Linked DNA regions of Sus scrofa: regions 1 and 2 are each linked to region 3. A link is a contact called in public HiChIP or PLAC-seq and promoter capture Hi-C data. All regions are on one chromosome and are shown on one strand. Each heading gives the region's core, a stretch centred on a gene start, on an enhancer-like site or on the middle of the called end of the contact. The rest is flanking DNA. Distances are from core to core; before and after follow the strand shown. Region 1 overlaps GNAQ (G protein subunit alpha q). Region 2 overlaps GNAQ (G protein subunit alpha q). Region 3 holds the start of GNAQ (G protein subunit alpha q).

Evidence for each region. Promoter capture Hi-C pulls out the DNA fragments that hold promoters and counts their contacts. HiChIP or PLAC-seq counts read pairs in DNA pulled down with a chosen protein or histone mark.
Region 1: a contact with region 3 is called in an H3K27ac HiChIP or PLAC-seq map of skeletal muscle. The contact joins the enhancer-like site here to the promoter of GNAQ in region 3. A contact is called at or near these places in 1 of 5 promoter capture datasets (liver), 9 of 47 Hi-C or Micro-C datasets (alveolar macrophages, blood, embryonic fibroblasts and 3 more) and 2 of 2 datasets of contacts at active chromatin or transcription factors (alveolar macrophages and skeletal muscle).
Region 2: a contact with region 3 is called in a promoter capture Hi-C map of liver, with 12 times the contacts expected there. The contact joins the enhancer-like site here to the promoter of GNAQ in region 3. A contact is called at or near these places in 3 of 5 promoter capture datasets (fetal liver and liver), 32 of 47 Hi-C or Micro-C datasets (adipocytes, alveolar macrophages, blood and 13 more) and 2 of 2 datasets of contacts at active chromatin or transcription factors (alveolar macrophages and skeletal muscle).

Annotation. Positions count from the first base shown.
Region 1 is chr1:230,871,315-230,874,014 of Sscrofa11.1, forward strand. All of the region lies in intron 1 of GNAQ (G protein subunit alpha q), which reads right to left. Among named protein-coding and RNA genes, the nearest start is that of GNAQ, 34 kb to the right of the region's middle. Within about 2 kb of position 1,252, at least 49 of the 83 cell types and tissues checked have an H3K27ac peak or open chromatin away from gene starts, as enhancers often do. A contact at or near this core is called in alveolar macrophages, liver, retroperitoneal adipose tissue and 1 more, where this site is marked.
Region 2 is chr1:230,850,884-230,853,583 of Sscrofa11.1, forward strand. The region is part of intron 1 of GNAQ (G protein subunit alpha q); the gene reads right to left. Among named protein-coding and RNA genes, the nearest start is that of GNAQ, 55 kb to the right of the region's middle. Within about 2 kb of position 1,443, at least 16 of the 83 cell types and tissues checked have an H3K27ac peak or open chromatin away from gene starts, as enhancers often do. A contact at or near this core is called in alveolar macrophages, fetal liver and liver, where this site is marked.
Region 3 is chr1:230,905,595-230,908,294 of Sscrofa11.1, forward strand. GNAQ (G protein subunit alpha q) reads right to left here and starts at 1,394. Exons shown (of 7, transcript NM_001038623.1): 1 at 1,243-1,394. The coding sequence starts at 1,378.

The sequences.
Region 1 (2,700 bases), core at 2-2,501, 34 kb before region 3:
TTAATTTCATAATTTTTATATTTCACAAAAAGAATCCTGACTCAAGGCTACACCTTGTTCTGATCTCATTAAATTAACAAATTTGCAGTGTTTTTTTACAATCACTAACTCTTCCTTTCTTCTATGGACCTGAGTCAGACATAGATGAACAGTGGCTGTGTAGAAATAATAACAGCTAACTTTTATTGAGTATTTCCTACTGCTAAGCCCTGTGCAAAATATTTAACACATATATCCTTTACAACCAGTGCTGTGACTATGGTTCATTGCACAGATAAGGCAACTGAGACTCAGAAAGAGAAGATAGTTTTTTACCTTTATCACACAGATAACAAATGTTGAGTCAAGATGTCACAATTGAAACCCAGGCTGGGTGATGCTGGAGCCCCTACCTTTAGCCCCCACACTTCATTCATCCTAAAACACAGCTTAGGAGCTGTCTCATCAAAGAAGGTGATAGGAAGACAGAGGGAACCTCCTTGGGCCTCCTCAAGGCCTCCAGATTATGTAGTCACTCTTTTCTGTAAAACGTAAATCAAAAGGGCTTAAGCTCATCTCCCACATTCAGCTAGCACGCCCACCTCAGCCTTTCACACCTCCAAGGATTCTTGAGGGTTTAGTTGCTCTCTCCCCAGCAGGGCTTGGAGTCTTAGGTTACCAGGTCACAGAGCTCAGACCTGGATCCCCCTCCTGTGATCAAGCTCTGCGCCCAATCCCCTGTACAAGGAAGGCCTTGAGCAGGAGGCTGCTCTGCCAAATCAATAATGCCTGACCTGACGGAGGAGGCTACAACTCAAGGCTGGAACTGGCCTACATCCTCACTGGAGACACAGATTCACACTGCATTCGGGCCATGCCATTAATCACTGGCACCCTGAGAGCAAGGGCCGTCCCTATGCACTACCGCTCTTATCCCAAAGGCCATCTCCAGAGGAGAGTTTGAAGAGGCTAGCATAAGTGAACACTGAAACACTGATAAATAAGGCTAGTGACTTCCTTAGAAAGAGGATGGCCCGTAGCAGGTAACTTACGCCAACCAAGGAACTAGCTAAAGGGAAGGACTTGCTGCATTTCCTTCACTCAAGCACTAACAAGAGCCACAGAATCAACGAATCAATCTCAATCAATCTCCCTCCCTCCCTCCTACTCAGAGGCCAGGGTCCAGAAGCAGAGCCCCAACCGCCCCTCCTCCCCCCACCAGGCCTGTGTAAGAGCTGGTGGCCGTTTACTAAGCAGGAAGGGCAGGGTCAGGCCGCCGGCTTCCTGTTGCAGGCAGCCCCAGGCGTTCCCACTGATACTGAGAATGCACTCAGTTCACAGCAGGAGCAGAAGCAGAGGAAAAAAACCACACTGGCATCTCTCTTGCTGTCTTCTCTTCTCCTCAGCTTTTTAAAAATATTTTACACGGTATCTACTTTTAACAGACTTGAAGTTAGAACATGGTGTCTATGAAATACCCTAAACATGAACTGCATAAACCATCACCTCATGATGACTATCATTCGGTGACATTAGTAAATCTATGCTCCAGTTCCTATCTGTGACAAAGTGGCAATATCCCTGTTCTCCACATTCCCTTTTACTTTCTGCAGCTGGACTGTCATTGAAAGCAGTTCCCTGTCACGTAAGCCAAGAAGTACTGGATGTGACTCTGACTTTGGAGGAAACACACATGCACTACAACCTCTATGGGAATGCCTTCAATTTCTCTGATGAACATAGAGTAGAAATTATCTCCTGGTGTATCAACATGTACAAACAAAAAGAATACACCATGTAAAATAAACCAAAAGAGTGATGAAGTTCAACGTAAAATAAACCAAAAGAGTGATGAAGTTCATGAAACCATTACTTATTAAAATTATCAGTATTCGGAGTTCCCGTCGTGGCGCAGTGGTTAACGAATCCGACTAGGAACCATGAGGTTGCGGGTTCGGTCCTGCCTTGCTCAGTGGGTTAACGATCCGGCGTTGCCGTGAGCTGTGGTGTAGGTTGCAGACGCGGCTCGGATCCCGCGTTGCTGTGGCTCTGGCGTAGGCGGTGGCTACAGCTCGATTCAACCCTAGCTGGAACTCCATATGCCGCGGAGCGGCCAAGAAATAGCAACAACAACAACAACAACAAAAAGACAAAAAAAAAAAAAAAAAAAAAAAAAAAAAAAAAATTATCAGTATTCCTTTGTACTGTATGATACCAAAAACAAACCTGTTTACTAGCTGTACTTAAGAAGCACTGCAATAAGACCTGAAGAAAAAGATGGATTTGTAATACAGGGCCATCAACATCAACATCTGTAGAGTACCCATGGACGTTCAGAATTATTCCTCTCCTCAAATGCAAAGGGAATCAGCAAGCAAGTTATTTTAGCTTACAATATTCAATTCTAATCACCTAACATAAGAATTTACTCCATCTGGGAAGTCATGGCCAGCCTGGATGGCTAGGAAGGATCTGAAATAGAAAGCAAATTTTTCTGATTTAAATACTTCCCCTCCCGTCTGTTAAACAGTCCCTTAAGCTTGACAGACAAATGTTTCTGCATTTTTCTAAACCCAAATGCAGTATTTCAACAGCTGATAGGGAAATTCATTCACCCAGAAGAGTCTGCTGTCACAGAAACCATTCTCCAATCGTGGAAAGATTACATAATGCCAATCTGCAGAGGAACCAAGGAATTAGGCCTCCAAAGACAAAATCAGT
Region 2 (2,700 bases), core at 193-2,692, 55 kb before region 3:
CGTTCTTTATTCTTTGCCAAACCCTGATCAAGCACTTTGAAGATACTTACTCATGTAAATCTTTCCAGCACGCCTTATGAATCTGGCCAGTACAATCACACCCCAATTTGGAGATGAAGAAACTGAGGCAAAGAGAAGCCACCCAATTTCCCAAAGATCTCAGGGGTTCTGCTCCAGGGCCTGGGCTTTCAATCTGGGTGCCAGGTTGCCTGGCGCTGTGTCTGCTAACAAATTTCCATTTCTCTGCACACCCCAAAACTAGCTAAGAGCAGTCTAATGATAAAATACACATAGGATGGCCCAACCTAAATTACCTGTGATAAGGTTTAATTAATACAAACTGCAAAGCATGGCTAATTTGTGTTGTTCCATTGCCTCCTATGATGATACGTATAAAAATACTCAGGTAAGTGTTCACTGTACTCTTTACATAGCTGCAAATATTCTTGCACAGAGTCTGGAATTATTCAAACTATAAAAATCTAGCCCTCAAATAATAAAGTCAGCTCCTCTGTGTGAAACCTGACTTTGCTGTCTTTGTTATCACTGTGACAACCCTTCTCTGAGTGGCTACGGCCTTGCTGGGATTGCCCTTGGTGCAGCCCGTTTTGTACCGTGTATGCATGTTCATCCTGTTAACCACAACACAAACTCCCTGAGAGCAGGGCACCCCACAGAACCTTGCAAAATACTTTGTATGTGTGTACTTAACATATTTTTGGTGACCAGAGATAAAGTGGAATAATTTTTGTGTGTGGTGAACAAAAAACATTTAAGTCCTATACGTAAATCTTGGATGGACAGCCACATTTAATCATTTTGTCAATTAAGTTTCCATTACTAGCAATTTCTCTTAACTCACCACTCTTACAGAACACTTAACTGGGTGCCAGGAACTGCAACAAGTGCTATATTCAAACAAGTGCTAAACCAATTAAGACACACAACTGTCCTATGACAGTGATCCTATTATATAATCATCCCCGTTTTATAGATGAGGAAAGTGAGGTTTAGAAAAACAAAGCAACTAATCCAAAGTTCCACACTAAGTCAGGGATGGTGCTGGGATTCAAACTCAAGTTCCTGAGACTGGGCTCGTAACTATCTGTCTCTCTAACCATTTCATCCCCTCTCTCCATGTGGCTCCCCACCAGCTTAAGTCAGACCACCACACCATTTTTACCTACAGCTCAGTCCTCCTCAAGATCTCATTTCCTAAACTACACTCTCCTGTACAATGTTATCAGCTTTAAAATGAAGGCAATAGACAGAAGAGTCCTACCAAACTCACACTGCTAGGAGGGTCTTGTCTCGCACATGATTCAGCATATTCCTTTGAAGACCCTTCTGAAAGTGTCCTCTGATCTTGGCTTCAGTGAGAACCAGGCCTTTGTTAAACAACTTTTTAAAGGACACTGCAAACTGTACCTCTGATAAGCCTTCTGGGTGAATAAGCATGTTGCTCAATTTGCACTTCACTGAAATGCTCATGTATGTGTACACCCTGGTTTCATTTACATCCTCCATTTTCGCTTTTTCATCTACTTCTAATTTACAGTATCTTATGTAAAATGAGAGCATCTTTATATTGCTTTGGAGACAAGACAGAATGAAAGCAGAGTGTCCAATAGATGTGTAGCTTGTTTTAAACAATCAAAGCAGAAGGACAATTGGTAGATGGGAGTCAGAGGCCTAACCAGAGGAAAACCCTGGGGGCCCACGGACTTTATTCACCCAACAGGCTTGTTTTTATTGTTTGACTGTGTTGACAGTAGTTTTAATTTTTTTTAATTAGTTGGCGACATTTAAATTCCAAGAGATTTCACATAAATATCCAGAGTCGTTGTTTTCTTGAAAAACTGGAAGGTCTGGAAACCCTAAGCCTGCTCTCCATACATGGCGACGTTTGAAGCTGAACAACAGCTTCAGTGAGCCATGAGATTTTAGAGTTCCCACCCAGATGGTGCCTCCTGTTTAAAACCACCTGTCTCAATCGCCGTGGCATTTGACTTGGCAGCCCTGGACTAAATCAACAGCAAATCAATTCTTGATAGAGAAATCTGCAACTACAATTACTAGGCAGGATTGTCCAGCTGCTGGGGGAACCTCAGAATATATGCTCTTGTATCTTAAAAGATGAGAATTACTTAGAAATCTCGCTAGAAAGAAGCAAAACGGACACTGGAAAAAAGGCAGCTGTTTACACAACCTCCTAAGCCTGGGTGCATCCTTGAGCTACTGGCACTAACTCCCTGCTAGGTTCCTTCCTCAGATGCCATTCCCCACCCAAACCCCACCACTGTACTGCTGTCCCTGGGACCACACAGACTAAGGCTAAAAGCAAAAACAGACAACCAAGTCATCATTCTTCCAGGGCCCCGATCCCAACAAGACCCCCGCCATTCCTTGACTGCCCACCTGGAGGCGCCATGAACACAACAATTCTCCCTTTTCAACGTCAAAACCAAACCACATCCCTTCTTGAAAAACAATGCTGTAGCCATTGTTCAACCCACAGGTATGTGGAGTGTTCAGCAGAGAAGTCCAATTTTCCCCTCGCAGGAAGTTCCTGGAAGGAAGTCGGTGCCCTGAAGTTCAGCCACTCCTCAGACCAGAGAAAACAAAGGCCGTGCAGACATCTATTCTCCAGAATGACTACAGCATCTAGAATAGGAAGCAGGATCCTGAGCCGGCAGGAGC
Region 3 (2,700 bases), core at 144-2,643:
TTTTCTCCCAGAAATGTCTGAGAAACATATTTATTATACACGCAAATATCCACAACACAAGTAGAGACATTTTTCAGGCCTGTTACTGCAAAGCTGTTTGTTCTTCCTACCACAATAGCTCAGAGTTATGTCGCCCTGATTTGTATGTGAACGTTGATTCTGAACATTCTCTCAGAGATAATAATCAATAAAATTCCTAGACGAGAAATGGTATTTTCTTGCTAACTTAGTGTTAGGACAAAATGATGGGTTATTTTTTAGAAATTAAAGAGAAATTTTTGCTGTTCACTTCCCGTTTTCCTTCTAGCCCAGATTCCAAAGATATTAAAATCCTGTCCGTTTTAAACAAAAGGTTTCTATTTGTTTCCATGGGAGTAATTGAGAGGCTGTACTGGCTTTCAGTAGTAACTACTGTGAATTCAGGCCTACATCTGGGTTGCCTCATTAAACAAAAGATACCCGTCGCTGTCAACAACCACATCGCACAATCTCCTATATCCCCTCATCTTTATCTGAAAAGAATGGTGGAGAAACATTCCTGTCACCATAAAGAAACTCTTCTGGGTCCCTCCTTTTGGTGGTCTGGTGCACTCGTGTGACACATCTGGGCTTGCCTCCCCGCCTCCCCCCGCCCCAATACATAAGCCCCTTTCTTCGAAGAGCCAACCACTGGGCTCCCTCAACATCACTCCTTGGAGAATCCAGCCGCGAGTGTGCCCACCGTTCCACCATTCCCTCTCGACCCCCAAAGCACTGACAATGGCTGCAAACAGGCTACCCCACTGCACGCCATCCCACAACGTGCCCTGGCTCCGCTCGTCACCCTGGGGCCACACACACACAGCTCCCCAACTCCACCACCCCACCGGGCGCCAGGGCCACGACACTGGAAGTTCAATCCTTCAGCCCACCACCCCACCACCGTGCCTCTCCCCGAAGCAATCTGCTAGGTAGCAGATGCACCGCAGATAAACGCGCATCGCGAGTGCACAGCCCTCAGGGATACCAAAAGGCACACGCCAAGGCCCTGGGCAGGGCAGCCCCTACCCTTCTGCGCGCGCGCGCGGGCGTGTGCGCGCCCGCGCGAGTGCGGGAAGTGTCCGGGGGCGCGCCCGGGGAGGGCCGGAGCGAGCCGCAGGCGCCCGGGGGCGGGGGCCGCGGTCCCGGGGCCTGAGGGTGGCGGGCAGGGGGCACAGAGGCCCGGCGGGAGGGCCCGCGGCGGCCAGCCCAGGCAGTACTCACCGAGCAGCAGCAACTTGAGCTCTCGGCGGGCGTCCCGCTTGTCCCTGCGGAGCTGCCGCTCAATCTCGTCGTTGATCCTCCGGGCTTCCTTGGCCTCCTCGCTCAGGCAGCACGCCATGATGGACTCCAGAGTCATTCTTCCAAAGTGCCTCCGCTGCAGCCCCGCCGGCACCCCCTGCTCAACAAGCGCGCACACACACCCTCCCGCCCTCGCTCCCCCGAGGCAGCGGTGGCCGCCGAGCCCCCGCCGCCCGGGCGCGCGTCCTGGACGAGCTCGGGGAACCGCCGCGGGGTCCGCGGCGAGGGCCGGGGCCACCAGGTGGGCCGGGGGTGCGGCGGGAGCGTGCGGCTCGGGCTGCCGGGAGGAGCGAGGCGGGCGCGGGAGGCGGCCGCGGGCGCTGGCTCGGGGGGCGCGCTAGGGAAGGCCGCCGCGCCCGGCCTCGCTCAGACGCCCGCGCCTCCTTCCCCGGGAATGGGCGGCCCGCCTCGCCCCCCGCGCCGCCGCCGCCGCCGCCGAGGCTCCCCTAAGCCGTGCGCCCGGCGGCGAGAGCACATCCACCGGGGCGTCCCCGCAGCGAGCGGCCGCCGACGGCTCCCCACGCCTGGCGCGCCTGCTCCTCACCGCTGCCTGACACGGCTCCCGGGTGCCCTCGGCCCTGCCCGCGCCCACCGCCCGGCTCGCGCGCAAACCCGGCTAGCCGGCCCGCCCGGCCGCCGCGCGCTCCTCCGCCTCCGCCTCCGCCCCCGCCAGACGCCCACCCCCGGCCTCGATTGCCAGGCGCGGAGCTGCTGCTCAGTGCTCGCCCTCCCCCTCGCCACACACACACATTTTCTTCTTCTCTGAACTAGAGCACAGATCCGGGAGGGAGGCGGCGGCGGCGGCGGCAAGAGGAGGAGGAGGGAGGGAGTGGGCGCGGGAGGAGGGGAGCGGGAGGCGGTGCCTCCCGGCCCCTCCTGGAAGGCTTTCCTGGGCTCGCAGCCGACACGGCGCGCCTCCCAGTGCGGCTCTCGCCTCGCTCGCGCCGCTCGGCGGCTGCACCGGGCCCCTCGGACTCTGCGGGCGCCTCCCGCTCCCGCGCCCGGGGTCTGGCCCGCGGGCTCAGCGATCAAGGCAGTCCCTGGCGGGGGGGCGGGGCCGGGTCGCCGAGGCGCAGCCCGGGCCGCCGCCAACCTGCAGCTGCCGGCCGACCGCCCGGGCGTGGTAAAACGGGAATATGGCGGCCTCCGCCCGCCTTCTGCCCACCGGCCCCGGAACGCGGCGGCGGCCCCACCGGGAAGGCGCGGGACTCAGCCCAGCGAGCCCCGTGCACCGGCCGGCGCTGTGAACACCCGGCCGCACTCTGAAGGTGCCCGCGGCGCTCGCGTCCCCCGCCCGCAGATCCGCTTTGCCGGGCGGCTCTTCGCCCAGTTCACTGTTCTCTCCAGTTCCTATTTCTAAAACGCCATTTGGTTAGAAAG